Linked DNA regions of Oryctolagus cuniculus: region 2 is linked to region 1. Evidence: chromatin contacts called from public Micro-C data. All regions are on one chromosome and are shown on one strand. Each heading gives the region's core, a stretch centred on a gene start, on an enhancer-like site or on the middle of the called end of the contact. The rest is flanking DNA. Distances are from core to core; before and after follow the strand shown.

Evidence for each region. Hi-C and Micro-C count contacts between places; a contact is called where the count stands out from the background.
Region 2: a Micro-C map of ear pinna shows a contact between it and region 1, with 2.0 times the contacts expected there. The contact joins the promoter of BAIAP2 here to the enhancer-like site in region 1. A contact is called at or near these places in 3 of 6 Hi-C or Micro-C datasets (ear pinna, skin fibroblasts and an unstated tissue).

What each region holds. Positions count from the first base shown.
Region 1 is chr17:1,433,663-1,437,067 of mOryCun1.1, forward strand. BAIAP2 (BAR/IMD domain containing adaptor protein 2) reads right to left here. Exons shown (of 15, transcript XR_011383319.1): 4 at 1,122-1,183; 5 at 502-573; 6 at 1-121. Among named protein-coding and RNA genes, the nearest start is that of BAIAP2, 39 kb to the right of the region's middle. Within about 2 kb of position 1,634, at least 5 of the 8 cell types and tissues checked have an H3K27ac peak or open chromatin away from gene starts, as enhancers often do. A contact at or near this core is called in ear pinna, where this site is marked.
Region 2 is chr17:1,472,824-1,476,228 of mOryCun1.1, forward strand. It overlaps BAIAP2 (BAR/IMD domain containing adaptor protein 2), which reads right to left and starts at 1,784. Exons shown (of 15, transcript XR_011383319.1): 1 at 1,602-1,784.

The DNA of each region.
Region 1 (3,405 bases), core at 384-2,883:
AGTACTTCTGGGGGTTCTTGCTGCCCTGGCTCTTCTTGCGCAGCTTCTTCAGCTCCGCCTGGCACTTGTCCAGGGCGTCCCCTCTGCTCCTCTGCTCCGTCTGGTACTTCTTCAGCGCGGCCTGAGGTTCAAGCAGGACACGGAGCAGAGGCCCGTGAGCGGCTGCCGCCCGCCTCAGCGCCAGGGCAGCAGGACGCGCTCGGCGCCAGCGCGGGGTCCCCACCCACCCAGCTCGCCGCTCCCCAGGGACAAGCGCCAGGCCCGGAGGACGCAGCCTCCCTCCCTCCCAGCACCCAAAGCCAGAGGGTCCCTGGCTTTCTGGCCGGCCGGCTCGGGGAGGATGGGACGAGGCCGCGTCATCGACATGGCGACAGGTGGCCCAGGGCAGGGGGCCCAGAACTGGCGCGGGGGCATCAGAGGCCACACAGCTGCACCGGGGCCCCCCGGGACTGCATCTGCAGTCTGAGCGTCGCGGCCGCCCGGCGCGGGTGGGCTACTTACACTCAGGTACCTGGAGTCCAGCTCCACTTTCTGCTCCAGCTGCGTGAGCAGCTCCTTGTGGAAGGACTCGAGCTGGACACAGGGGAGAGCACACCCAGTCAGCTGATGCCCGCACGGGCAGCGGCCGCCGCGTGCCCTGGGCCGGCACCGATGTGGAAGAGGAGCTGCCTGGGAGCCGGGAGCTGCGGGGAGCGCAGGGGCCCCGGGCCCGGGTCCTGGACAAGCCCCGCCTTCAGCGATGCTCCGCTCCTCACAAGGGACAGAGTGACCGCCCGTGCTGTGCTTCCTCGGCCGGCCCATGCCGGGGAACCCAGACAGCAGCCCTGGACCTCCGTGCCCCTTCAGCCGCACGGTCCGGGGTGGGTTTTGGGTCACCCTCTGGATCGGCTCCCCACACCTGGCAGCCGGGAGACGTGCCCGGCAATCCGAGCTTGGCTGGTGGTCATTGTCGTGGTGCCGCCGTGTCCCCGGCCGGGCCCCCCAGCACCAGCCCCCGAGTCCTGAGCCAGGGCACGTCTCTGGCCTGGAGAGGCTGCCGCTGTGGAGCAAGCCCCAGGGGACACGTGCCCCGCCCCCCCCCCCCCCGCCGCAGCATCCCGGGGCCCGGCAGGGGGGCTCACCATGTCTTCCAGCTGGTTCTGGATCTGCCTGTGCACCTCGGCCATCTGGAAGAGGACGTCTCCTGGGGAGGGGGGACAGGAGGTCGGCTTCTGCGGACCGCGCCTCACCCTGGGCAGCACGGCCAGACCTGGGACGGTCACGGCCAGCGCGTCCAGGGAAGCCCGTGATCACAGGCAGAGGGGCCAGAGGGAGCAGGGCGCGGACGCCAAGAGGACACAGAAAATGCCAGAACACGAGGGCTCCAGACCCCAGGTGCGCGGAATGCTTGGCACCCCTGGAGCAGGCGCTCCGACACAGGCGAGGGCGGGGCCGGCCCAGCCGTGAGCGAGCCGGTCTGCACACAGACCTGCTCTGGGGCCGCCCTCGGGGGCACGCCCACAGGGGCCAGGCTGTGGCCCTGACTGACCCCTAGAGGAAACAGGACGCGGGCTGCAGGCCAGGCTCTTCCTGGTCCCCGGCTTCAGAGAACAGGGCGGCCCCGGCGCCAGTGGGAGGAGACCTGGGCCCCCCAGCCGTCCCCAAGGGCCCAGGGACACAGAGCTCAGGCACAGCTCCTGCCCAGCGCACCCTCCCCAGCAGGCTGGGAGCACAGAGGGTGTGGCCAGCACCGGCACTGGGGCGGGCTCCATGGGCCCAGGCCACGCCAGCACGAGACTGTGCCCGCCTGCGCCGCTGCTTCTCTCAAAGACAAGGACAGAGACGAGCCGGGGGAGGAGCTTCCCCAAAGTCCGGAAGTTTCCTGGAGCCGAGATCCTGCCTGAAGTGTGGCCGCCATGAGCCGCGGGCGTGGCCGTGTCACCGAGTGTCCCTGCAGCCCCGGGCCGGCAGCGGCTCCGCTTCCCCCGCGGAGGGGGCAGGGACCAGGCGGCTGCGCTCACCGACCAGCAACTATTTGCTGGGGGCCGATTCCAGGGCCGGGCCGCGTGTGCCGCGTGTGCCGCGTGTGCCGAGGACACCGAGGACGCCGGCACAGCAGCAGCCAGGCCTGCCGGGCCGGGGCAGGGCGGGGTGGGGCGGGGCGGGGGGGTCACTTTCTTGCAGGCCCTGACCCAGAGCAACCGTGCAGGACTGTCCTCGCCTGCCCGCGTCTGAGCCGGGGGGAGGAGGGGCACGTGACCCACAGGGTCTGGGGGCAGCAGGCGGTGCACTGAGGGGTCCTTGGGGCCCAGCAGCGCTGGCTGAAGTTGGAAGCCTCCAAAGACCCCCCCCCCCGGGCTCTCACCGGGTAAGGCTGCCTCCAGACCCCAGTGGCCCCAGGGTCTCCTCCCCGGATGCCGGCCTGAGTCCCGGGAGGGCTGTGGTGGCCTCCACCAGCTCCTGAGTTTTAACCACAGGTCACCGAGCACTGGCCCAGGGCGAGGCGCATTACGGGCAGTGCAGCCCTCAAGGCCATGCCCCGCCTGCACCCTGTGGGCCCACACCCCTGCAGGGCCCAGGCCGCCCCACACCCTGACGCTCACAGATGGGTCTCAGGGCCCCGAGGGCCCGGGGGCAGGGCCTCGGGCCAGAGCTGCTGCTTGGACACCAGGAGCCGGCCCGGCGGTGTCCTGCTGACTCCCGGCTCCCAGCACGTCCATGGACAGGGGCAGCAGGGCGCTTGGCCCGTGTGGGGAACCTGCTCACGTCCTGGGCTCGCCGGCCCCTCCCTCCCAGGGCCCACTCAGCTCACCGCCCAGGCGGCCCCTGGCCAGGCCCAGGCCGACCCTCAGGGGCTGCTGGCAGCCCCCCACGGCTCGCACCACACCCTCAGCGCAAGACCACCCAGGGAGCGCTCCACGTGAGCAACCACAGGGCACGGGGCAGGCTGCCGACACCGCAGGGCCTCTTCCTCGTGGGCTCCGGCTGGGGGACGGGGTCACCGCTCCGCCCCCAGCTCGGCGAAGCTGCACAGACCGGCGGCGCTCAGCCCTGCGCCGAGCCGGCCCACGCGGTGAATCTTCAAACTGCGTGTACGAGCAGCTGCAGGGCGCCACGTGCGCGTGGGCGTGAGCGCCGCAGCCGCCGGCACTTAACCCCTGGAGCACCAAGGGGCCCCGGGACGGTCACCTGCGCCCGGCACCAGACCCGAGGAACACGGGGTCCCTGCCCCCACGGCAGAGACGCGGTCGAGCTCCTGCTCCAGCAGGGCCGGCCCCTGGCTGCTGTGGGCGTTCGGGGAGTGAGCCAGGGGGTGGAAGGCCGCCCCCCTCCCTCTCCCCGTCTCTCCCCCTCTCTGCTTTTCAAAGGAAAATAAAGAGAAACGTGAGAACCTCGTGGGTCAGCCCTGTGTCCCCCGAGTGCTGG
Region 2 (3,405 bases), core at 534-3,033, 39 kb after region 1:
CCGCCCGCGAAATTCCCCGAGGGCTCGGCTCCCGAGGGAGCTGAGCCGCCAGGAACGGGGTCAAAGTCTGCGCTCCGGCTCCCTCCAGGGAGGAATTCTGAGCCGCACATTTCATTCTCGCATTTTTAATCAGCAGGCCAAGGACAGGCGCCTCTGCCAAGGCAAACACCACCCGGAGCCGCAGTCCAGGCGCCGCAGCCAGAGCCGGCAGCCGGGCTGAGCAGGCCACATCCCAGCCCCTCCGGAGACCCCCGGGCGGGCAGCAGCCCCCGCGAGGGCCCCGAGCCGCGGCGACCCTGCAGTGCACGGCACGCAGGACTGGCTGGGCCGCCCGGGCGGCACCGGGAGGTTTCGCCGGTCTCCTGACTGCACCTCCTCTCGCGCTGGACGTCTGCCTGGTCCACGAGCCGAAGCCGCCCGACCGGTACCGGCACTGCCGCGGCCCGGCGAGCGCCCCGGTGACAAGACGCCAAGAGGCGGCCCACACGGCCCCTGAAGGCAGCACGTCCCCGGAGCCGCAGGAAGAGCCACCCACTGGCAGGACCAGCCCCGTCCAGCGGCCGCCACACACACCAGGGCCGCCTGTGTCCGCCCTGCAAAACCGGATCTCCTCGGGGCCACCCGTCCACATGACAGGTGACCCGCGACTGACCCGCTGCTCCAAGAAGCTGACCGGAGCCTGCGTGCGGGCTGGGACCCCAGGGAGACCCCGCGCACTCGGCGGCTCCTCCCAGCAGGACCGCAGCTTTCCTGAGCGCGCCCGTGGGAGTCCCCGCAGCACAGCCACGCACGCTCCCCTCGGCCCTGCCCGCGGAAGTTCGCGGCAGAGCTGAGCCAGGAGCCACGGGAGAGCCTTGCCGCGCACCCTCTCCGGCCCCCGGCCGCCGCGGCGCTCACGACTAGCGGCTCGGAACCCGCCCTCCCTCGACAGCGCTCGCCCGCACACGGCAACGCGTGCCACGGCGGCTGCGTGACGCGAGCGCCAGCCCCGAGGGCTGCTCCCCTTCCGCGGCTCCAACATGGCTTCGGGAGGGAGCGCGGCTGCCCCCCGCCCCCAGCCCGCCCCGGCCTGGACCCGCCCCAGGGGAGGCGCAGGCCACGGCCCGCAGGCCCGCCGCCGCGCGCGGCGCCAGCGCGCACTGTTGCTCCGCGGGCTGGAGCGGGCGACGCGGCCGCCCCCGCCGGGCCCCCGCACCGCGGCGCAGCCCGAGCTCCGGACGGGGAGGCCCCGCGCCCGGGGGCGGGCGGCGCAGGCAGGCGCCGGCCTCCCACACAGGTGCGCTCCCCCGCGCTTACATAAGACGCCGGCGCCGTCCACGGCCGCCCGGCGGGAGAAAGTGCCCCGGGGCGCGCGTGGCCGTGATCCCAGCTCGGCTCCGGGCTCCCGGGCACTCGGGCGGCGCCGTCGGGGACGCCCGCCCGGGCCGGAACTCGGGCGGCGCGCGCCGCGGCGGCCGAGGGGCTCCGGGCAGCGCGACTACCTGTGACCGCCCGCGCCGGCTCGCCGCGCCCGCCGCCCTGCGGCTCCAGCGGCCGCGCCGGGAAGACCCCGGGGCGCCCAGGATCTGGCCGGGGGCTCCGCAGCCGGCTCGGGGGCTCACCTTGTACACATTTTCCGTCAGCCGGTGCATCTCCTCCGAGCGCGACAGCGACATGGTGCTGGGTCCCCGCTGCACCACAGACCGGAGCGGGGGCGCGGGCGGCGGCGGCGGCGGCGGCGGCGGCAGCAACGGCGGCAGCGGGACGGGGGAGCGCGCAGACCCGGACCACGGAGCGCGGCGCCCGGCGGCGGCCGCTTTTATAGCTCCTCATGCCCCGCCCTCCGCCACAGGTCCCGCCCCCGGGCCCCGCCCCCGCTGCGCCCGGATCACCGCCCCCGGCCGCCCGCCCCCGCCCAGCCCCGCCGCTGCTAGGCAACCACCAGGCCCCGCTCCAGCGCCGCCCTTCCCATTGGCGGGTTCCGGAGATGGAGGAGGGGGGCGGGATGAGAGGCGGAGACTTGGGGCTGAGTCCCGGCAACGATTGGCCGGCGGCCGTGTCGCTCCCGGGGGAGGAGGCGGAGGCGCGGCGCGGGCCGGGGCCCTGGGAGCCGCCGGAGGGGCCCGTGTGACAGCCGGGCTGGGGGCGGGGGCGGGGGCGGGGCGGCGCAGGAAGAGGAGCAGAAGGAGGGGGGAGAGAGCGCGTGGAGGCGGCTCAGCGCGGTGGCGCGTGGAGCGGCGGGCTTCGGGCGCCGGGAGTCGGTCGGCCGCCGGACCGCGCGGCTGGTGTGGCGGCGGCCGGTGAGTCCGTCAGGTGGGGAGGGGGAGCGACTGGGGGAGGAGCGGGAGGCCCTGGAGGAGGGAGGGCTCTAGGGGAGGGGAGGCCCTGAGACCCTTGGGCGAAGGGGCACCCTGGGGTCGGGGAAGGGGTAGGCGCAGGGCCGCTGGGACCCTGGAGGAGGGAGACCCCCGGGGGGGGAGGATCAGGGCGGGAGGGTCGGTGGGGAGGAGCGGATCCTGCCTGGAGGACCACGGGGCCCAGGGAAGGGAGAGGAGCCCGGTGGCCGGGGTCGAGGGTTGGGTGGCAGGAGGGTGGTCAGAAGGGGCCTGGGGAGGGGAGTCGGTTGGATGGGAGGGAGGGGGCAGAGCCCTGCCTTTTAGGGGTCCTGGCAGGGAACTGGCTGAGCTGGCGCCCAGGGCTCCCGGCACAACTGCCCTGGAGAGAGTCGCCGAAGTTAGCCGGACTCGGGAAACCCGGGCTGAGTGTCGCCCTGGCCCAGCCTCTGGGTCCTGACACTGGCTCACGCAGGTCGGGGAGACACGCCCCCAGGCGTCAGTGCCCCACTCCCCTCTGCGGCTGGCGGGCGGGGCTCCAGTCCTCGGCCTCTGGTCATCCCTGTGTAGAGTGGACCCTGTGCATTTCTGTAATGGAATCTTCAGTTGCAAGTGGTGGAAACCCAGCACGAGCTGGCCCCGGTAAACGGGGCGCCCGTTGGCTGGGGGACAGCAGCGTCTTCCAGTCCCAGACTGACCTGGGCCAGGGGCCAACTTGGGGCTCGCTGGGTGGAGGGGGAGGCAGCCAGGAGAGCTGAGAGTCTGAGACCAGGGGAGGTGGAGGCTGATGGGCCTCGGGAAGAGGAGTTGACTTGGGGAGAAATTCTGGACTTCCAGCTCCGAAATGGGGAGGGGGCTGGGCGCCCCTCTAGGAAACTCCCACGGTCCGGCCCTGCTGTGTCTTCCGGAGGCTCCCAGGGGTCTCGCCTGAGCCCCCGCCCCTCTCCGTAGCCAAGGGGCACACTCACTTTGAGTGGCCAGCATCTGTGTCCCCCGACCTGCTCCCCCCTAGCTGCAGCTGGAGCAGAAGCCGCCATGCAAAGGGGGCCACCCGGCGCAGAGAAACCCCTGTGGGCGGCGGGGACCCCAGGCG